Regions from separate parts of the Mus musculus genome. Here region 2 is linked to region 1. The links are chromatin contacts, called in public HiChIP or PLAC-seq maps. All regions are on one chromosome and are shown on one strand. The core of a region is the stretch at or near the end of the contact, and the rest is flanking DNA. Distances in the headings are between cores, read along the strand shown.

Evidence for each region. HiChIP or PLAC-seq counts read pairs in DNA pulled down with a chosen protein or histone mark.
Region 2: a FOXA1 HiChIP or PLAC-seq map of pancreatic cancer cells shows a contact between it and region 1. The contact joins two enhancer-like sites. A contact is called at or near these places in 1 of 15 datasets of contacts at CTCF or cohesin (the NIH/3T3 cell line) and 2 of 115 datasets of contacts at active chromatin or transcription factors (extraembryonic endoderm stem cells and pancreatic cancer cells).

The regions. Positions count from the first base shown.
Region 1 is chr1:89,107,234-89,110,468 of GRCm38.p6, forward strand. Sh3bp4 (SH3-domain binding protein 4) reads left to right here. Exons shown (of 6, transcript NM_133816.3): 2 at 25-103. Among named protein-coding and RNA genes, the nearest start is that of Gm34331, 5.3 kb to the left of the region's middle. Within about 2 kb of position 1,563, at least 148 of the 459 cell types and tissues checked have an H3K27ac peak or open chromatin away from gene starts, as enhancers often do. A contact at or near this core is called in pancreatic cancer cells, where this site is marked.
Region 2 is chr1:89,522,110-89,525,476 of GRCm38.p6, forward strand. The region is part of intron 1 of Agap1 (ArfGAP with GTPase domain, ankyrin repeat and PH domain 1); the gene reads left to right. Among named protein-coding and RNA genes, the nearest start is that of Gm41914, 57 kb to the right of the region's middle. Within about 2 kb of position 1,297, at least 28 of the 459 cell types and tissues checked have an H3K27ac peak or open chromatin away from gene starts, as enhancers often do. A contact at or near this core is called in pancreatic cancer cells, where this site is marked.

The sequences.
Region 1 (3,235 bases), core at 313-2,812:
ACACTTGCCCTTTCTGTCTCCTAGGGCATCCCTCTTCTCGAGGATGGAAGGTGGAGTCTTGGAGTTTTTCCTCTGACATCAAGAGGCCAACATCCCCCAGCAGGTAAGCAGGCCCTTAATAAGGTTGATCCCTTTAACCTCTACCCAGTAGGGCAGCATTTGGTGCCTGAGATGCACAGGCCAGTGAATGCATATCAGGGTTAGAGAGGAGGAAGGCTTCCAGCACACAGAGATTCACAGAAGCAAGGGGAAATAACTTTCAGAAGTTTCCGGTGATGTGTCCTTTCACAGGTATCACCAGCACCTCCCTTATTACCCACCCCCCCTTCATCTTCTCCAGTTCAGTGAGCCCTGCCGGCAAAGGTCAGTTGCCTGAGGCTGGCACCTGTGTGTTTCCGGGATGGCCACGTTCCTGTTTATTTTCTGAGAATTCCCATTCATGTCCTATGGACAAACCAGCCCAGCAGCTTGCTGTCTCTGGTGACAGCATGGGGCAGGGCCAGTGGCCTGTCCTGCCTTTGCACAAAGGAGCTGTTATTTTAACATGAGTTTCTCAAGTCCAGTGATGAGCAGTTGGTTCCATTGGCCCTGAGGTTCGAGATCACACACACGCACACACCCTTTCCAGGAGTGTCGGGAGGAAGGGCTGAAGAGGATTAGTGGGTACATGGTGTTGTGTTCTTGGATTTGTTTCTGATCTTTCCCATCTGACTGCTGGTAGGACTGTCACTGTCCCCAGTAAAGTCAGTGGAGGAGGAATTTACACATGACATGGCGGCACCTTGTGTCTTTCTGGCTACTACCTCTGAGTGCAGAGTGCCTGCTCTGGAGGCTGCAAAAGCAATTTGAGGACCAGCTGCTGGGTCATGTCATCTTCCATTCTGGAACATATATGCACTTTCATAAAGCCCACTGCTGGCTACAAGAGTTGTTCAGGCATTTTCTTTAAATCCACGGTGCCCTCTGTGAAGCCAAGAAAGCTCCTTGGTATTTGTTTCTACGTCTCTGCTGATCTTTTTTGTCTTGTCTGTGTTCGAGTCCACATGTGCACTAGGGTAGGGAGAGTGCCTGGGTGTCCTGGGATACCACAAAGTATGCAGGAGCTGTCAGCCCTGGCTGGGGTCAGTGTTCAGGCTCCTGAGGTCTGGGGGTTTAATGCCCAGGAAGTGGCCAGCAGCAGGCCTTTTCCTTATAAGTGCAGTTCCTTGCCCTGTGGATGGTGATGTGTTTGGGTTGTGGAAACAAGCTGAGAGCCATCCACATTCCACACATTCTTTTGGCCTGGCATTGGGGGCTTGGGGGGGGAAGGGCTCTGAATTTACTATGGGTGGCTGTGGCTTGATTCTCTCTGGGTGAACACAGTGGTTTCCAGAGGGTTGTGCAACAGGAAATGGGGCAGGGGGCTGCTTCTGCTCTCCCTCTTCAGCCTTACTGCTCTTGGTTATTCGGGTCGAGGCTGGTTGAGCAGGCCCTATTCTGATCTGTGTTGGAGGAGACTAAAGGGTGCGACTGCTCTTTGGCCCCAGCACTTTCCTGGGTGGTATTTGTGTGGTTTGCTTTTTCTGGCGCTCTGCCAGATGCACAGGGCCAGCGAGATGTTAGGGAAGAGGAAATAGGAGGTGCCCTGGGGTGACTCTGTCATCTCAGGCGAGCCAGTGGGCCTTGGTGTCTCCTACCTGAGAACCCAGTGTGCTGAGGTAGGCAAAGGGTGCTTACCCCGAGATGATATATCTTTGGGTGCAGTTCAGGGACTCCCCGTCAGTCATCACAGCACTCAGAAAGCCCAACACTTGGTGGCTGTGATACATAGTGGTCAGTTCCTGTGATTTTTGTCCCAGGAAAACAACTGTCCCATGTTCTCAGTGTTTATATTCATAGCCTGATTGGCTCAGAGGTCATTGTGATAGAGAGCTGCCCAGCGTTTCGATGCCCAAAGTGCTGCGCTGCCATTTCTGTTGTTTACTTAGAACACCTGCTATATAAGGTGCAAAAGCTTAGCCTGCTCCTGACCCCAGTTGGTTCCAGTTGAAAATCTTTTGCCCTATGACCATGCATATTGCTGCTCAAAGTGATGGGGGCAGTGTTCAAGTCATCTTTGAGGCCAGTGTGACCAGCCCGTGTACCTGTGATAGATAGATAGGGGTCTTGCTTGATAGGTTCGTTAAAAGGCGGGAAAAGTCTTAAGCACCACAGGTAACATTGTAGAAATTGTAGAAACACTGCAAACAGGAGCAGGGAGAGTCAGCAGTTGAAGGAAGGGTTTTATGAGGTTAGAAACACAGGCATGCAGCAGGCACACAGAGAAAAGGCCCTCTGTCTGTAAAGCCGCATGTCTTTATGCCTGCAAAGGGATATCAGTCTCTTTAGGGCTGTGTGTGTGTGTGTGTGTGTGTGTGTGTGTGTGTGTGTGTGTGTGTGTGTCTGTCTGTCTGTCTGTCTGTCTGAAGTTTTCTCTCCCCTAATTTAGGGTTAGTTAGTTTGAAGACAGGTATGATGAATGTTGGTGGGCCCACAACTGTTATGTGACCTGTCCTGACCTAGCCTTGAATTTGCTGAGGTGGACCTTCAGCAGGGAAGGGAGACCAAAGCCTCCAGGACTTTTATTTTAGGCTACCAGGCTTTTGTCTCAAGTCTGGAGTGGGGAGGTGAGGAACCCTCCTCTTGAAATTCGACACCTTTATTACCTAGCCATGCGCTCCCCCTCCCTCTAGTCTGTCTACCAGGGAGTCTGTCTAACTCGTGCTCTCTAACCTGAGACAGTTCAGAGCTCAGCCCAGCAGGTAAGAACAAGCAGGGAGCCTGAGGTCATGGAGAGCCTGAGCTCTCTGTCTGTCCGGTGTGTCCTGTCCTCTCCCACTACGTCATCCCCCTCTACGGTCCACACCAGCTCCACACCAGCGTGTGGCTCAGAGTCCCCTGCAGCTTTGATGATCACCTGCTCCTTTTGAATTTTCTTAGGCCCCAGGGCTCTCTGTGTTCCCTGCCCATTTTACAGATGAGAAAATAGGCCTCTGAGAGGGCCTCATTCCGGCTTAGCTCAGGGGGTTAGTGTGAAATAGAAAAGCCCAGGCCTAGAATTCCACCGGGTTTGTGTGCCCTCCAGGGTACCTTAACTCACTTCTTAGTCTGTACCTGGGAGGCCACAGGAGTCATTGGGCATGTGCCACATCCCTGATCCCATCACGGACCTGTTTGGAGAACCACAAGGAGCCACAGAGTAGAAATTAACAGGTGA
Region 2 (3,367 bases), core at 47-2,546, 410 kb after region 1:
AGACACAGCTGTCCTTGAGTTGCGCTTCTGCCAAGTCAAAATAACAGGTATGGGGTTGAGATTCCGAGCTCAGCCTGTGCAGTGCCTGCTGTGTGCTAGGCCTTCTTGAAAGGGCGAAACACACCCTTTTGTTTTCAGTCCTTGCCGTGGAGCGCTGTCCTCTGAGCACAGTGTGGGTGTCACGGGAACAGCCGTGGCTACGTGCGAGAGACTCTCAAGCCATGACTCCTTGACAGGCGGCGTTCCCTCAGAGTAGGAGAGGTGTAGGGAGGCTCATTGGACCCTCGGCTGAGCTCAGTCACACTCTTTTGCACTTACTGGCCAGTTATATGTTAATTCTGGCTAAATTGCACGTGGTCTGGGTGAAGTACTGTAGACGGTGGAATGTTAACTGCGAGTAGGACTCCTATACAGCTATGGGGAAGCTGTCATCCATGCTGGGGCCGAGGCTTCCTAGTGGCAGCTGCTCCTGGAGATAACCCCTCTCCCGTGCTTCCCTTAGTTCCCGTTGGGCTACAGTGGAATCTTACTGTGTGGTTTTGTTGTTGGTACCCTGTAAGGGAGAGGGGGTTGAAGACGATGCTCTGTGTCTCCTCGGAGAGAGTTCCCACAATGGCCCTGTAACAATCTATTTTACCGAAGAGCAGCTTTGTAGCTGGGGTTTGTTACTGCAGCCAGCAGCTTGAGGGTCTCTGTGAAGCATGCTGGGGTGTGGTGGGTGGGGTAGAATGAGGTCTGGCTGCTGTGACTCCTTTCCTGTGGGTCTCAGGAATGGAAGTAGAGCCATTTGATGGAGGAGGAACAGTAATTTTCTATGCACAGTTTAGTTCTGCTGATGTTTAATGAGAACTTCAGGGAAGGTGCCCTGGAAAAAGAGAACACTGGGGCTCCACCCCTCATACCTGTCTCTGTGTGGTCTTTAGTCCCTCTCAGGCTTCCTTTCATTCTCCATGATGAGGCACTGGTGTCTCTGACCAATGGCCTCTCCGCATAGCAAGATCTAGGTACAAAATGGTCATTGGATTTTTGTAGACCCTCCAAAGGCCACACCACCAGGAAGCTATGTTCACTGATGTGGGGCTCTGGAATTCTCTTGTTTGGCCAGTCTCTGCATTTCCTTTAGCCCACAGGTTGTCACCAGTGTTTGCTTTAACTTCCTCTTACGGCTATCTCAATTCGAGATTGCCAGCCTGAGCTACAGATCCATCTTGCCACAGATGCCAGCCCACCGCCACAGGCTGACTGCAGAGACTGCAGTGCCCTGCTGCACAGTGCTGGGGAAACTTGTTGCTGAGGGGATGTTTAAAGACTCTTCCAGTGGAGACAGCTCGTAGGCGGCGTGTTTTCCTGGCTCACTCCAGAGTATAGCTGGCCCCTCGGCAGTTGGTATTTCCCAGTGGTCCATCGTCCGCTCCTCTTCTACTGAAGTTCTTTACCTTGGCTTTCCAAGCCTCCTTTCCCTGGGAGGAGTGGCCATGGTCTCTGTGGGAGCAGAAGCCTGGCCTTGGCCCTGACGGTGCTTGGGGCTGTGATGGCTGGGGAGGCAGCGCCTTCCCTCACCAGGCTGAAGACAATTGGGAATAGACACAGGGTGGGCAGAGGCTTCCGAGCCCTAGAGAGGCAGTTTTGTCTTCTGACTGCTGTCAGTTGTGGTCAGAGGAAAGGGGCTTTGAACAGTGGAGTGGGAGTCAGCCGCTTTTTTATCTTTGAGGGTCACTGAGCATCTAGAGTCAGCCATCTCTAGCTGTTAGCCCCTTGTTTACCTGCCCAGCTCTGAGGTGGCTGGCAAGCTATGGGCTACAGCTTCAGTCCTGCATGCTAGCTGAGTGCCTCACCCTGCAGTGGATGGCAGAACTTTTGCAGGCTTGCATGCTGGAATGCACACAGCCAGCTTTTCCTGACCCCTCTGGGTTTGTGGTGAAGGGAGTCATTGAAATGGGTGGGATAATCCACTCTTCTCAGAGGTGGGCTGCTGATGACCTCCACAGGCCTGAGAGTCTAACTTAATAAACAATGGCTTAAAGTCTTACGATGAGTTGTAGTGGTATTAGTGAGGTGTGTTATTGTTTGTTTGTTTGTTTTTGTTTTTCGATCACATTTTACTGCTTTATTTACATATTAAATATTTCTCATGAACTTTGCTTTATAAAACTGACAAAGATTTTTGCCTCATTAAGCAAGCTGTGTTTGCTGACTGTAGCATAAACACATCATCACCATGCAAACAGACATACATTTAAGTGCATATACTGTGAATTTTTGGCTTTTAGGCTTTCAGACTTGTTTATTCAGGTAGTATAAAAAAAGAGATGAGGCACATTCTTAGGGGAATTTTAAGAGTACACATAGGTTAAATTTTTTGTTCTGCGGTAATTGTAGACTCATGCTCAGCAAACAAGGCGATTGAAGCAGCAGGAAGGGAAGGAAGTGAGTAATCTAAGTGGATAGTGGGATCTTAGACTTAGCTTCTTGCTCGCCTATACTGCCCCCTGCTGGCCATGCCAGACTTTGCATTGCGGATGTATACTTAGCAGGAAGGGGATCAGTTGTTTCATACATACACACCATAGGTGATCTCTTTCTGTGATCTTCCTTTCTTTCCCAAGAATAGAAATGACTTTCAGGTCTTCTGTTCTGATATCTTAAATGATATCTTGGTCTCTTCTCTCTGCTCTTCCTACAGCTAACCTCTGGGATTATTTCCTGTCCAGGGTTCCATGAGATTTAACCTTTTTTTTTTTCTTTTTCTGTTTGAAAGAATTGAGAGAGTGATTAGTGCATTGTGAGCTGCTAGTTCTTTTTCATTTTATTTATTTATTTTTGAGGCAGAGTGTCGTCGTCCCCCAACCCCCACCAGGCTAGCCTTGAACTAACTCATGCCCCTGCTTCTGCCTCCTGAGTTCTGGGCTTAAAGGTGTGAACCACTAAGCCAACCTGCTAGTTCTTTATAAAAGATAGAAACATGATTATAAGCTCCTGAGTGGAGGGGTCATTTCCCCCATTGGGGAGCAGTGGGTGGAGTCAGGACCCAGGTCAGCTGACAGGAAGGAGGACCCAGATGAGATAGCTCAGATGTCTCCAGAAAGCAGGAAGACTTGGAGGGGGAACAAAAGGCTTGTAAGGGAGCCTGCGTGGTTACAGCACTAATTTCTGCATGGCCCCGGTTCCCCACTGACTGCAGAAGAGCAGGTATCTTGGGAGGATGTCCCCGCCCACTAGAAATGCTGATAGAACCCCTGTCCAGGATGCAGAGGTTGTCCGTCCAGGAAGGGAGTGAGGTCCAGGTCCCGCCTTCCCCCAGTGGTCACTGTTGTCTGCTCCTGTTCTGACCTGGCTTTGAATCACTCATTTCTTTATTTGTGACCGA